Linked DNA regions of Mus musculus: region 2 is linked to region 1. A link is a contact called in public HiChIP or PLAC-seq data. All regions are on one chromosome and are shown on one strand. Each heading gives the region's core, a stretch centred on a gene start, on an enhancer-like site or on the middle of the called end of the contact. The rest is flanking DNA. Distances are from core to core; before and after follow the strand shown. Region 1 overlaps Nol10 (nucleolar protein 10). Region 2 has its middle 19 kb from the start of Odc1.

Region 1 (4,891 bases), core at 177-2,676:
GTTAGTTTTGGTTTTTTAGAGACAAGAGTCACTCTACAGAGAGCCCAAGCTGGCTTAACCATAGCTCAGGCTGGAATGTGTTTTTACCTACGTGAGTGGAATTGCAGTCATGTTGCCGCTCTGTCCTTAGCCTTTAGAGAAACTGCTAAATAGCTTTGCAGGGTGGGCACACCATAGCTGTGCAACTTGCTTTGTCCAGGATTACTCTCAGACCACTGCTGCAGACTGCTTTTATTGTTTATTTTCTGTTGCATTTGTCTTGCTTCGTGCGCTCCCAGCTAGTGCTTGGAATGGAATAGACACTGGAAGGACAGCCTGTCAGCTGCCCCTTCAGGTCTTCTCAAGAAAACCTCATGTCCTGGTAAACGCTGGTAGGAAGCGGCAGTGATTGTGTTCAGTGTAGCCATAGGAGTTAGGCCACTTTGGGGGGTGGAGGATGGCTGAGCTTGAGAACAGTCTTCCTGTGGGCTGGAGCTGGATAGTCACGTGACAAACAAGCAGGAGAAAAGTTTGTAGTTAGGGGCTAAAGAGATGGCTCAGAAGTTAAGAGCATCTGTTGGCTTTTTGGTTTTTTGTTGCTTTCAACAAATAGGGTTCAGTTCCCAGCACCAACATGGTGGTTCACAAACATCTGAAACGCCAATTCCAGGGGATCTGATGCCCTCTTCTGACCTCCACAGAACCAGGCCCACACATGATACATATATATGAAGATGAAACACTCATATACATAAAACACAGTTTTAAAATACTTTTAGGGTTTTTAAAAATTCTTATTTAGTAGAGCAGAAGAAATGGCTCCATGGAAGAGAGTGCTTGCTGTTCTTTCAAAGAGCCTGAGTTTACTTCCAGCACTGACATCAGAAGGCTCACAGCCACGTGTAAGTCCAGCTCCCAGAGAACCTGCCTCCCTCTTCCAGCTTCACTCTCGTACAGCACACACTCATGCAGATTGTTCCGGTAATTTAAAAAATTTTAAGAGTAAACATCAGGTCTAGCAAGGTGCCTGAATGGGTAAAGACACTTGCTGGCAACCTAAGTTTGGTCCTAGATCCCTCATGGTGGAATGAAAGAGCTGGCTACTAGAGGCTGTCTGACTACCCACAAATGCTCCTTCTCTGCACTAAATAAACAAAATGCAGTAAACAAGAAATAAACAGCAGCTGAGGGAATCCCTGCAGCGAAGCACAGTCGGTGGGAAAAACAGTCGCTATGAGAAGAGCTGGGGAGGTTACTTAGCTTGCTTCTTAAAGGGCTAACCCAGTGGGGCTGGCTAGCACTGGCAAAAGCAGTTTACCGAGTGCTAGTCTTGACTGGATTATTGTGGTAAATCCTGGGCTTGCAGATTTTAATACAGCTTAGTAAAGCATTGAACCATTATCCTTTAGAGACCTGAAATAACTCCTTATGTTTATCCCATGAGTCACCACAAGGCAGTCCAGGAAAGACAGCAACAAAATGGGATGTATTGTGTTTAAATATTCACTCAGACTTGCCCAGCTTGGAAATTATTTTTGTAGCAGAGAAAGTAAACAGTCAATAGTCAGCAGGTTTTAGATAAATACACATGTCCATCAACACAAATTTTCATGCTTTACACGTTGCTGTGTTTGTGAGTTATTTACCCACTTATCAGCTTCCCCACCCCCTATCCATTCATCAAGCATCCAAGGAATGCCTGGTATGAATGAACTAAGACCCTCCTAGACGCTGAGGACAGGAAGGACACATGTCTGTTACTCCTAGCCTAGCAGATATCCTCTGATCAGAGAGGTGTGGAAGGGAGAAAAGAAAGAAAGGGGCTTGATTTAGGGAAAACTCAGGAAACCGTTTGTGAGAGTCCTGTTGGAACTGGTCTTTTGAAAGGTAGAGTGCTGAGCATTCAGTGGGGTGTGGACAAGTCCCAGCAGACCCCTGGAAAGCCATGGAGAACTGTCCAGCTGAGATTAACATCATCGGACCTGTCCTCAGCAGTCCCTCCCTCAGTAACACAAACACCTTGTGTAACGATACTGCGTGTTCATCGGAGAATTAAGTCATAGAAGCAGAAGAGGCCCCTGTTCAGAAACCCATGGTCAAGTCTCTCAGCTTTAGACCAATGGTATGAAAGAGACTGTACTTCCAAGGAGCCACTCAGACTGTCAAAGAGAGTCTGAGAAGAGATAGAGCTGTCCCTCATACCCAGAAAGGTCCATGTGCCTAGACCCTACCCAAGGCCAGGGGCAAGAGGAGCTTACAGACTCAGAGCCAGGTTATTACCCAAAAGGCTGTGTGAAGGTAGGGGAGGCAGACACCAACTCTAACAGTGGCTCCTGATTTAAACCCCGAAGCAGAATGGAACAGTTGAGGGTAGCACTGAAATGTCCAGCATGTTCCCTGTGAAGTGAAGCAAATCTGACATTCAAAGCATAGAGCTGGAATTGCAGCTTGTGTTCATAAGGTGTCTTCTTGGTGGTGTCCCAGTGGACACATGGAGCCCTAAGGCTGGGCTTGTGGTATGTGTTCATTTGAGAGATGCTAGCCCTTTTGTATGATGTGCAAGGCTACAGAATACTGAGGACATGTTTAGTAAGAAATAGAATCCCAGGGAAAACATGTTTGTTGAGTCAGATAAATGCCATACATCTGGTTAGTTGAGTGTGCTGAGAGATTGAAACATCACATTTTTGACTGCTTAATTGATCACCCTCACTGGAGCTTATGAAGCACCACTTGCAAACTAGCAATATTGAGAGTATTTGAAACTTTTATAGGAAAAGCAAAGTTTTGTCAGTTATTTAAAAGATGCACTTATTTAGTGTGTATGTATATGTGCTTACCTGAGTTTATGTGCATGAAGTATGTGCAGATACCCTGGAGTTTTAGACAGATGTGGTCTCTGATGTGTGCTGGGAATCAGACTGGGTCCTCGGCAAGGACAGAGATGTTCTTAGCCAGTGGCCCCAGCACTGGTGATTTAGGAGTACCTAGTGTTAAAACGTGAAACACTAAAGCACTGTTTATATTTTATGTTTGGATTCCATTTACCATGTAACTAGAATCTGTTCTGGGGAACATTGAGGTCCGTTGCCTTCTGCTTTTTAGCTTGCCTTCCCCTGCAGAGGGATTAAAAAACTGGTTGAAGAGTGATTTTTTTTTAATTAAATGTTGCTAATTAAAGAAATTATAACGTATGTGTGTATTTTAAGCCTCAAAGAAGTAAGTCGTTCTCCTTTCCTGGGGCAGCTAATAAATAACTCATTTGATTTTTTTTCCCCCTTGTAGTTTATGCCCATTTTCTTTTTTATATTAAGGTATCCTTACTAATCGTTTAGGCTCTTCCCTTTATGTTCTACCCTGGATAGCTGGGTGTTTCAGCTCCTAATCTTAATTCCTGTGTCTTCTCTTTGTAATCAGCATAATGTTTTTTTAACTTGTCCTGCTTATATTTTTTTTTCCTGAAATACGTAATTGTACCAACTAGAAAGTGTCTGAAGTGACCTGAAGCCTGGGCTCGAGGGGATAAGGAGGGCCTGAAGTAAAGGAAGCCAGCCCATCCCCTACCTGCCTGCTTCCCTGCATCCTGTCCCATGTGCTGCTGCACTGTGTCTGTCCTGCATCTTCTCTCTGACCAGTCACACTCAAGCAGCAGACGATGACCTGCCGGGTAGCAGCCACACACTGATGTTCAAAGGGAGGGGAGGGGAGCTTGCTTTAATGTAGAAGTCTGCACACCATCCGAGCTGTCTCTGATCTTCTGCCATGGCTCGTCCTAACACTCAGCTTGCCTCTCTGAGCAGCCTAGACAGAACAAGTTTTTACAGGTACAGGAGGAGAGAACATTGGGAGAAAGGCAGTTATGTGCCCTAGTGTGGAGGAAGTCGGGGTGTTCTTAAAGAGTAGTAATTTCCCACAATTGACTTGAAAAGTCTTTTACTTCCCAAATTAAGGTGCTCTGTGGCCCACTTTGTCTCGGTGGCTCCATAGTTCAGAATTCCTGCTAACTTTGAAGCTCGACGTTTCGAGCTGTAAAAAGAGCAGCCGTGACCAGGTTGAGGAGTCTGCCTAGATGGACAGCCTGCTGCACCAGTCAGCTCGTGCCTCACTTTTGAGTTTTTTAAAAAATTGCAACTAGATTTTAATTCCTTCCAGTTTGTCATATGGAAGCTTGTCACTGGGAACACTTGATGGACATGTCTCCTGAAGAGATGTGTATAAATCTGTGGTCTCACACACACCTGAAAAGCAAACTCCCTCCTGGAACCCTGGCTTTAGACTTGATCCACATACAGCCTGGAGCAAGTCATTTAACATTTACCTCCCTTTTGCCATCTATAAAGGATAAATACTTCTGTCTCAGGGATGTTGAAAGGATTAATTAGTTAGTCTGTAAAGAACTTTGAAGATGAAAAGTGCTTTAAAAGTGCTTCTTAATAACGTGATCGCCTAGAAAAGAGCACCACTTTTCTGCTAACCACTCATGCCTCAGACTATGTAACGAAGGTGTGCTTAGCACGCTACAGGTAGCTATAAAGTGCAGTGAACTTCTCATGGTGTGAACATCAAACCTTGGCTTTAAAATCTCAAAGGAACTTCATTGTGTAGTAGCTCCCTCAAGAGCAGGGATCCACTTGCAATCAGTCACAGAGATTATTCCAGGGGACAGAGGATGCCTCTCACAAACTGCCCTGCTCCTTGTTTTATCAGGTTTTTAGTAGGGACTTTAAGAGGTCCTCAGTGGGGTCTCTCAAGGGAAGGTGGGAGATGGAATGGGCCTTGAGCTTTTATTTTATTTTTGTGCACTCACTTGGTTTGAAAAGGAAGAAAGAGAACTGCAAGGGAAACAGCACTCTTCCTTTCTGGTTCCCTCTGCTGTGCTCTGGAGCAGGCAGACTAGGAAGGCTAAAGCAGA
Region 2 (4,819 bases), core at 1,565-4,064, 110 kb after region 1:
CAGGGAAGTATCAGAAGCATCCGCTCCGCGATGCCCTGCCCTGGGGGACTGCAGAGTCCCTAAGCGTTCCTGAGAATGCAAGGACTGCAGAGTTTAGGCAGCTTCTTCTCCCCTTGCTGAACTGGAGGGGTGACCGTAGGTCACTGTGGGATTTCAACATAACTTACCTGGCAATGCATGGAGACATTTGGTGTCATTTGCTGGCTAATGCCTAAAAACTGTAATTATCCATATTGCATTGATTATTGGTAGGGAGAAGACATGTTATAATTTTTAAAAATTACATAAATTATCTTCTAGACTTAAAAAAAACTTTCTATGACTATATCTGCCTTTGTTTCTGCTTGTATAGAAATTAAAATTTTTGCCTTTTCCTGCAAAATTATCTTTTATAGCCGACAGGAGTATGATAATAATCCTTTGTGCTCTTGCAGGGCCTTTCATCTGGGGATCTCAAAGCACTTCATAAACTTTAATTAATTCTTGCAACAAGCCCCGTGAGGTAGGTAAGTATTATTATCCCCATTTCACAGATAAGGGGACAGAGAAGTTAAGTAATTTGCCGAAGGCCCCGAAGCAGTTAGAAGCTGAGTCTGAACAAGAGCACAAAGTGCCCCGCTCAGGCCTGGGTTGGCCCACTGGGGCCGCCCTGCTGGTCTCCCCAGTCCCAGGGCATGACTGAAGGGGAGCCCTGGACCAATTGCACGGCCTGTGTTAAATACATGTTATATTTAGCTTCCGGGCATCATGAGGAATTATTTAGGCTGACTCATAGGTTTCAGCCCTGGGTATTGGACTATCTTCACCAGAGCTGAGCAGAGCCTGAAAACCCTCTTCCCATGTCTGAATGCTCCTGCTGCATAGCTGTCTCTCCGAGGCAAACTCCCTCTCCCTCATACTTGACCTGGATCAGCTCGCAGTTTGAACATAGTGTGTGGCTTTGGGTTTGTGACTTGTCAAGCACACTTTTATTAAAAATAAAATACAGAGTGTCATATGTAGCCAGGCTGGCCTTGAATTCAATATATACCCAACATACCCAAGGGAGGTTGATCTTGTACTCCCACCTTCCTGCATTCACCTGCCAAATGCTAGGATTACAGGTGTGTGAATGCTAGGCAAACATGCTAACAATTGAGCTACACTCCTCAGGCCCTCAAAATAAATCCAATCTCATTCTTTCTCCCCACCCCCCACCTCCCCAACCCCTCCCCCCTCTCAACACTAGCCAGAGATCAACCTCAGCTGTTATTCTTCAGGGCTTTCTACCTTGATCCAGGTCTCTCAGTGGGATCTTATAGACTACATGAAGCTGACTGACTAGTGAGCCCCAGCAATCCATCCACCTGTCTCTGCTTCTCAGCTCTGGAATTAAGAAAACATATCAGCACACCCAGTGGCTTATTACCTGGGTGCTGGGGATTGAACCCAGGCCTCCTGCTTGTCTAACAAATGCTCTTACAGACTGAGCCATTTTCCCCAAGCCCACAACCTACATTCTAATGGCAAGTCTCTGAGTGACTACCATCTCCACTCCACAGATAAAGGAAACAGCAGCTCTGAAAGCGAAGTGGCATAGCCCATGTCACAGCAAATCCCAGATCCTGGCAAGCCTGCTGAGACTCCAAAGTGACTCCACCAATCCTCAGGCCCTGTTAGCTGTCACACAGGGTCAGGAACAACTCTTGGCTTGAAATTGTATTGCAAGAAGGGGTATGGATCCTGTGGTGACATTTTCAAGGACAAGAGAGGTTTGTTATTGCTGTGAACTGGGCTGAGCTGGAAGTGTCTGCTGCTGGTGACAAATTAAAAGTACCCTTTTCCCAGCAAGTCTGGTGGTATACGTGTTCAATTTCAGCTGTGCAGTGGGAGTGAGGTAGAGGCAGGCAGATCTCTGAGTATGAGGCCAGCCTGGTCTACAGAGTGAGTTCTAGGACAGCCAGAACTCCACAGAAAAACCCTGTCCCTGGGGTGGGGGTTGGGGTGGGGGTTGGGAGGAAGGTGTTCAGTTTCAGAAAGGAGTAAATCCCTTATGCCCTGTGGGGTGTCCAAGGAAGGGCTTTTCTTGTCTGCCACGTCTGTGACCCCCTCACATGCGCAGCATAACTCTTGAAGGTGTAGGGGGTGGAGACACTGACCTGGCTCAAGCTGCTTCATCTGCCTTTCTCCAGCATCACTGTTCAAGTCCAACAAGCCTGGATTTGAATTCAGGCTCTGTACTCACATGTGGTAAATCCCAGGCAAGTCTCGACCTCTCCCTGCCTTAAGTAGGATGAGATGGGTTTGTATGCACCAATGCCCATAGCCCAGCCTGGCCTATGGCTCTGTGGTCGGTGTCTGCTGCCCCCTCTTCCTCGGGCAGCTACCCACGTTCTAATCTAACAGAAGTGACCCACCCAGGCCCTCAAGATCAGTTCTTTATGGTTTTTATCAAAACCATGATCCAGACTCCACATCCCCTTCCAGGGCCTCATAGCTCACAACCTGCCAATGACAACTGCTCTGGATCCCAGGTGACAGCTCACAGGGCCAGGCTGTTGCTAATGTCAAAGTCAGAATCCGGACCCTGGCAGCAGGGAGAAGCTAGGCTCAGCACCTGCCCTAAGTGGGCCAGTTAATGAAACAAAATACCAGTGGGGAACTGCAGAAGAGATACATAGTCAGTGTGACCTTGCTGGGGGAAGAGGTCCTGGGGCTTGATAGCCAGAGGCGGGGGTGGGGGTGGGGAAGTTTGAGCATCCATAGTATCTTCATCCCTAGCAGGATGAGGACAAGAGAGTGGGAGTGGCCGTTGTGTTAGTCACTTTCAGATCCTGCGACACGTCCCAACTCTCTATAAACTAAAACAGAGTGGGATCCAGCATGCTCCGGGCCTCCAGGCCTGCAACCCTGGGGTTCTCAGAAGTTCAGACCCTATGAGGCTGACAGTGCTGGAATTGTCTCCCAGGGTGACGGGCAAGCACTTTGTACCCCGAGAATCTGGGAGGTGCCAGAAGACTTCTCTGCTGAGTTCTCTCAGTCAACCCCCAAATATAAACAGATTTTTAAGAATTGTATAACAAGTGAAAATGGGAGGGTCTGAGGTCTAGCTCAGCTGATAGAGTGCTTGCTTAGCACACACACACAAGCCCCTGGATTCAATCCCCAGAATTGAATAAACCAGATTTGGTCACAGGAAAACTTTTGTGCCACAACCACACCCTTAGCTGAGACAATCAGATCTCTGGTCTACACACAAAGTTCTAGTCAGCCAAAGCTACACGGTAAGACACTTTCAAAAAGAAAAGAAAAGAAATAACCTTTTTCACCCAGCATGGAACCTTCTGACAAGCTCTACAGCCCAGCCCCTGATGTGCAGGCTCACCTTTATACCTCTGCCTTTCCCTGTCCACCTCTTTTGGGCACGTCTAGGTCACAGGCGTTCAGGCACAGCTCTACCTCCTGGCAAACCCACATGCTCCCATTGCCTGTGGTCAGGCAGGTGTCTCCAGCCTGGTGGAAAGGATGGGCTTCAGCACTCCCCTCTCCCCCAATAACTTCTTACTGTCAGCAGGTAGTTGGCCCAAGACAGTCATTCTGAGTTCAACCCCCAACACCACATAAAAATAAGCTGTGGTGTGACACACCTGAAATCCCAGCCCTCAGAAGGTAGAGGCAGGAGGATCAACTCTCTGGGCCTAGTCCTAGATAACTCCACCCAAGTCTGGCCTCATGGCCCATCTTCCCCCTTCCCAGAGATTCCTACCTCCTAGACATGCCTTACCTACATAAAATAGATTACATACATGGTTGCCTAGACAACCTAGGGACTGCCACTGTCAGAGTAGGAAATGCTGTCACTGGAGGAAATTAGGCTTTTTCACTATCTGTGGGTCCTTCTAGAAGCTTTGGTACTATTAGAGTGTGCTCAGTAATGAGGTTTCTCTCTCTCTCTCTCTCTGTGTCTGTCTCTGTCTGTCTGTCTCTGTCTCTGCACGCGCGCGCGCGCACACACACACACACACACACACACACACACACACACACACACGAGTGTGCACGTGTCTCTGTGCAGCCTGTGGGCTCAGTGTGAAGCACTGCACACAGGCACAGTCCACAGTGCTCAGCCCTGTGATGCTCTCACCTCCCAGTGAGCGCAGGACCAGCTTCAAACCTCTCTGGGATTCACACTTAGCACCTGTGATCAGAAGAGTTAAAATTTGCCAAGTTCTGGTGCCACACTCAGCAGGTGGCGTGCCTGCCTGAGTTCAGTCCCCCACCTCATAAAAACCAGGCATGGGGGCACACACCTGTAATCCCAGTATCCCAGCTGAAGGATAAAATGTTCAAGGTTACCACAGCTGGTCAGAAAGTATCCTCTGAGGATCGTAAGAGATGTCAGCCTGTGAAGTTTCTGTAACTTATTTATACCCCACTGTTGGCCTTTTGGGAAGAGTCATGAAGAACAGAGCTGAAACCTCTGTATCCTCTGGAAAGCTGGCCCTGGGCTGCCACCCTCCCAGGAGCCTCGTCGGGATTTCTTGGCTCCATTAGGTAGGCTAGGCTCTGAGGTAGGAGCTAGACACAGCGCCACACTGCTGCCTGCATTGGTCTGAGGATTCCCTTTGGAATCTTCTACATAAGTAAAGCCAGAGTCTTGGCTTCACTGCCAAAATGAACTTCAGGATGCTCAGGTCGTCTTCAGCCATGGAGTTTAAGACCAGTCTAGGATCCGTGAGTAGGACCAAGCATGTAGGTTAACAGAGAGGTTCTACGGGAAGGGGTTAGACACACCCAGGCATGGGTGTGGGTGTGCCAAGGGAGTCCTCTTAATTGTATT

What was found. HiChIP or PLAC-seq counts read pairs in DNA pulled down with a chosen protein or histone mark.
Region 2: an H3K27ac HiChIP or PLAC-seq map of trophoblast stem cells shows a contact between it and region 1, with 15 read pairs. The contact joins two enhancer-like sites. A contact is called at or near these places in 7 of 484 Hi-C or Micro-C datasets (the AML12 cell line, the G1E-ER4 cell line, Th2 cells and 4 more), 5 of 115 datasets of contacts at active chromatin or transcription factors (embryonic stem cells, epiblast stem cells, extraembryonic endoderm stem cells and 1 more) and 1 of 9 other capture datasets (embryonic stem cells).

The regions. Positions count from the first base shown.
Region 1 is chr12:17,418,870-17,423,760 of GRCm38.p6, forward strand. The region is part of intron 19 of Nol10 (nucleolar protein 10); the gene reads left to right. Among named protein-coding and RNA genes, the nearest start is that of Gm36752, 15 kb to the right of the region's middle. Within about 2 kb of position 1,427, at least 56 of the 459 cell types and tissues checked have an H3K27ac peak or open chromatin away from gene starts, as enhancers often do. A contact at or near this core is called in trophoblast stem cells, where this site is marked.
Region 2 is chr12:17,523,922-17,528,740 of GRCm38.p6, forward strand. No RefSeq gene overlaps it. Among named protein-coding and RNA genes, the nearest start is that of Odc1, 19 kb to the right of the region's middle. Within about 2 kb of position 2,815, at least 4 of the 459 cell types and tissues checked have an H3K27ac peak or open chromatin away from gene starts, as enhancers often do. A contact at or near this core is called in trophoblast stem cells, where this site is marked.